Linked DNA regions of Arabidopsis thaliana: region 1 is linked to region 2. The links are chromatin contacts, called in public capture Hi-C maps. All regions are on one chromosome and are shown on one strand. The core of a region is the stretch at or near the end of the contact, and the rest is flanking DNA. Distances in the headings are between cores, read along the strand shown.

Evidence for each region. Capture Hi-C pulls out chosen DNA fragments and counts their contacts.
Region 1: a contact with region 2 is called in a capture Hi-C map of seedling, with 2.7 times the contacts expected there.

What each region holds. Positions count from the first base shown.
Region 1 is chr3:16,407,738-16,410,437 of TAIR10.1, reverse strand. It overlaps AT3G44935, which reads right to left and starts at 1,435. Exons shown (of 2, transcript NM_148843.1): 1 at 1,121-1,435; 2 at 828-845. The coding sequence starts at 1,435. The coding sequence ends at 828.
Region 2 is chr3:16,121,953-16,124,795 of TAIR10.1, reverse strand. FAR4 (fatty acid reductase 4) reads right to left here and starts at 1,370. Exons shown (of 10, transcript NM_114322.5): 1 at 642-1,370; 2 at 43-146. The coding sequence starts at 717. It overlaps AT3G06845 (a long non-coding RNA gene), which reads left to right and starts at 1,173. Exons shown (of 1, transcript NR_141286.1): 1 at 1,173-1,382.

The DNA of each region.
Region 1 (2,700 bases), core at 186-2,685, 290 kb before region 2:
TTTTGGTTATTTTTGTTGTCTAAGCACTCTAAAATTTTCTCCAACTGATAACATAGAACTTTCATTCTTTAAACCGAGAGTTAGACACTTTATTTATTAAGCATAACAATGCTATCAGAATTAAAACAACACAAAGGCAAATAGGGATATAAAGAATACAAAACAAAAGAAATTGCCAAGAACAACCTAAAAATCAAAAACCAATAAATTTAGGTGTTGATTTTATCCCTTTCTTTCTCTTTGGTATTATCATATGTAATTTCCTTCTCATTAGTCTTCTCATCCTAAATGTTCTTATTCTTCATTTCTTAGTCCGATGCTTTTTGCTTTTGTGCTTAGTTGCCTCAACAATATCCCTTTTTTTACTTGTAGATAATATTATAGATCAAAGTAGACGTTGTAGCTTTATAGATCCGAGTGTTTATCCGATACCAAGCCCAAGACCCGCATTCTTTTTAGTTGCCAATTTTCCACTTTATCCTTCGACGATTTTTTTCTAAAATGCAAAAGTACCAATGGTATTTTTTTATAATATATTATTCTTTATAAGATTATATTATATCGAATGATTCCTAATTAATAATATAGATTGTTACATAGTAACAATTCTTTTATAGGAGACTAAAATATATAACATGACATATCTTTTTTAATTAACCCAACGTATCATTTGTGGAGGTTAAAACGTAAGAAATAAAAATACATATATTATAATAAAATTATACAATATTCTTAGCTTATTTCTCTGTTTTCTATCCATTTTGACATCAATTGCTCAAATATTTTTAAAAACTTGGAAGATGAGATCAAATAAAAAAATTAGAATCCTACATCTTTTTCTTACCCTGCAAGAAATCAAACAAAAATAATTAAAGATCTTAGATGTTATATTTGTTAAAATCAAAATCAGAATGCAAAACATACATAGAAAACATTAAACATGAAACTTTATAAAAAACATATATAATAAGGAAAAAAACAGAACTCTCACCTTACTCTCTAAAAGAAAATAATTACCATAAAAATTTGGGAAAAGAATTATGTCAACGTTTTCTAACTGATCTCATTTTTCAAAATTATGTTTTGGTGTCAAAACTATTATAATACATGGAAAGTATACCTTTATAAAAAACAATATCATGAAATGCAAGAATTCAAGAGTCCTTTGTGGTTTGCAGGCTATCGTCCATGCTTCTAGATGATACTTGAAGGTGTGACCGCTGAGACGAATTCTGTTGTTGACCATCTCCAGAAACAACTGGTGTGCATTCTCAGCAAAGTGTTTTCCATACACCGAGATCATGGTGTTATATATCACTCTTCCTTTCGTTTTGGAAGATCTGAATATATTCTCTATTAACTCTAGCGATCGTCCCTCTGCTAAATAGAGCATCATGACTTTGCAAAGGCTCATTTCATCCTCTAGCATATCCATCTTCATTGCTAAACCGTGGAGTTGTGTGCTCTTGGGATGATAACGTATGTCATGAGCATAGTCATTACCCAATAATATGGATACCACAGATCTTTACTCGCCAATACAGAGTAAGAGTGTAAGGTCCACATTGCACATCATCAACTTCTCCAATCACTGCTCCAAGAGAGGGAGCTCGAAACTCGTTTTGATGCTAGCGGCTTAGAAGAAATGACGGAGTAGCAACATCCACCAAGTCTTGTACATACCGAGCTTGAGTAATGCCATATTTGATGTCGCTCTCCCAAGTAGAAACAATTTCCTGAATTTTCTATGAGAAATTTTGTAAGAAAAGATCATTATTCAGTTACCAAATTAAGATTGAGAATATAAGATGTATGCAAGAAAACAAGAAAATTTGAAATGCATTGGGTTTGGGAAGAGCCATTGAGTTTTATGTTCTGTATACTCATCCGTTTAAATCCGGTTTTCATGGCTAGGAAGCAAAAACCACTAAAACCGATTAGATTCGTAAATACTTTGTACGAAAAATGACCTTTATAAATTAACATTCGATAAATTAATAATCACTATAAATTAATTATTTTCCGATCTCGAGTCAGATCAAGGTAATATTTAACATAATTTGATAAAATGATAATTTGTTTGAAAATCCAATGTAACTATATAGTCTAATAATATCATAGATTAATATAAACTTATCAAACATCGGAATTCTGATTACAAAAAGAACAAAAGTTTAGTTGTTATTAATTATCAAAAATTTAGACGAAGGTATACTAGTTTTGTAATCCCATTATTAATAGTCTACTAGATATTGACCCGCGGTACACTGCGGGCGTATATATTCATTGAAAAGTTATAAATATTTTTATAAGTATTATTATTTGTATATGAATAATATATTCAAAATTCTATAATTTTTATCGCTTGTGTTATTCATGTTTTATGTTATGATATTTGCTGAATATTAGTTTATTATGCTAAAATTCAGTATTTTTTGTTTACGAATTGAGTTTTTTTTAGAAGTAATAATGATTTAAAACTTGTATTATCTAGGAAAAGTCATATATGTAGTTTGATATTTACCATATATCTGAAGTGAGAATTTTATTTGAAATGAATGCACATTGTTGAGTATGAAAACTTTCTATAAAAAATTTGTGGCGTTGGAGTTATGTGATTCAAAAAAAGTTATGATAAGTTTCTATAACAATTTAAGTGTCTTTGGAGTGAATTCAACTAATTAATGCAATTAACTAATT
Region 2 (2,843 bases), core at 121-2,620:
ATAGATATTAGTTTATATATATGACCAAATGTTTATTTTTACCTCACTGTGAAACCGTTGCATGGCTGATTCATTGTCTGCTGCTCTCAAAAGAAGGAAAAGCTTCTTTACCTTTGGTTGAATCCTCAATATTTTCTCCACAAACACTAAAATATTTATAAAAATTATAAGTTAAATTAAAATTTTAAAGTCACTAATTATGTTAGAAATTTATTCAGTTAAACAAAATAGTTTTGATGAGAAAATTCCGCGGAGAGAGGAAGTAGTTCACCATCGCAACTGATAGCATTAGTCAAAATTAGAAATAGATAGATTCTAGATGAAAATAGAAAGAGACAAAACTAGAAGTTATTGCTCTATGGACGACAAAAAGAGATTGAACAAATTAATGAATAATATAATATCGAAAGTTTAAGTTATTTATGAAAAATATATACGAATACCAAATTAAATAAGGAACTGCCAGTGATAAAATGTGAAAAATTGTTAGTTTACGTTCACTAATTAATGTTATATATGCCATGCAAATGAAATTCAAAGGCCGTAATGAGTAATGAACCGTAGTCACTAAAACAATAAACACAAACATTGGACTGAATCACAAAATCTTTGTTTGTATGGTAACGGATCCAAGTTGGTACCTTTGGCGAGGAAACCGGGAACACCGGTGACGAGAATCGTCTTGTCATGGAGGAACTGAATGCAATTGGAGTCCATTGAAGAAACTTATATCTATCCAATTAATAACTAAGTACGATAGATTGTTTTGAACCATAACACCTTCGGCGATGAGGCACGAATATATATAGACCCGTAAATGTTGACCCGTTTTGTTGAGCCATCATATCTACTACTTGTACGTAAACCTACCTACATTTTCTTTTATAAAAAAAAAACAATATTAAAACTACTTCTGATTAAATATCACATATCCAATTAGAACATGCTCTGAAATCTCGGAGCTCTAAAAAGAATAAAAAATATGTAACCCATATTTTTAAAAATTAAAATATTTTAACTACTAATCGTGGGCCTAGCTTTTAAAACGAATGGAATGTTTAGAAAGAAAAAAAAGAATAAGTATGTAAGAATTTTTATAACATAGCAGAATTAGAAACTCTAGGTAGAGCAATACGAGAGTAACTGAGTGAGGATAGTGTTAGTGTTTTCCACAAGAAGTTTCCTTGTGGTTTGCTAGAAGGATCTATGTTGTAGGACTAGAATTGTCGTAGGTGTGTTGATTTGGAAGGTTGGCGTTCTAATTTTAGAACTCTTCAATATACCTAAGTGTTTTGGTTAAACGCTTTTTTCTCAACGTGAATATATATCTAACGAGTAACGAGTTGTTTAGTCAACAAAAAGCAGGGGAACATTAATAATACAAAAATTAAAATCACAAAAGAACATATTTATGAGATAGTAAATCGGTTGTAACAACATTTTGGAAAATAACATATTTCATTTAAATTTCAAGAGAAAATAGTGGAAAATAAAAGAACAAGATGATAACGTGATTTTTTAATATTTCATTATTGCACTATTTTAGAATCACGATTTTCTTAAACTCCACCTCGACGTTTGACCAAAATAGAAAAAAATATACTCATTCAATAATAATTCTTAATTTTTTATAGTTTCATCCATTCTATTTTATTTAGTTGTTAGTGTTACTTAAATAATAGCTAATACATTATACATCTAGTTTTCTTTTGAATATGAGTGTTGTTATGTAACATAACTTCTCTGGCAAATTATGTATAATTCGGAGTAATTTCATGTCGAAAGATGACAGCTCAGCCCAAATTATATGTGTATAGTTAGCCATATTTGATAGAATATAAGAAATCATTTTTTTTAGATTATATATTACAATGCAGATGTTTGACAAAGTTTCCAATTTTATCAACATTTTTAAACGTATTTATTGATGATATCAAATATAACAATACATTAATTAGGGTAAAACAGAAAAATTGAATGTTTTTTTATTATTCTGTAAAAATCTTCAACGACAGCTAATCTAAAATGGGGGGAGTAATTTTTGTAATCTATGCCAATACAACCAAAACATCTTATAATTTCAAAGGAAAAAAGGACTATCTAAAAACCTGATTTGGTCTTAGGTTTGGTTGGTCATAAATTATGCAACAATGACATAACAAGCTAAAACGTATGGGAAACGTCAAATTTTTTGGTAAAGCGACAGAAAATACCTAACCTCATACGTTAGGAAGAATTAAATCTGAACTTATAGAAATGTCTCAAACCTCAAAATTTTATATGATATGCTGGAGTTTTAGAAGTACAAGTCATCGTTTCTTATAATTTAGACTTACTAATTTGCAAAGTTACACAGATGGTAACAGTTTACCCTATCTGATATTGTTCCATTTGTTTAGAAAATTTGATTACCTGGTCATGTACGAAATTTAAACTATATTAAAGCTGAATTAAGTTGTCTCATTAGTCAAATCGATTTAATTAATACGATGGTTTATTCTCCTTCATTTTCTTTGACATGTATACTTCAATAGCGAACTGATCAGCCCCGGCCCAACTGTAAAAAGAGCCTTAGGGAAAAAAAAGAAGATTTTAGTCTTGTTATTTAAATAAAATTCTATATTTGCAAATATAAATATGTATTATTGTGACAAAAAAAAATGTATTTATATTTTCGAGAGTATTTTATACCACTAACAATTTTTTTATAATTTTTTAATATTAAATATGAGGTCCATACACCGCTGCCCTATCCCTTATGTCGGGGTTAGAACTGCTACGGAAGAATATGCATACAAGCCATGTATGTAACTTGAAGAAAATTCTGCATAAATTTGAATAAT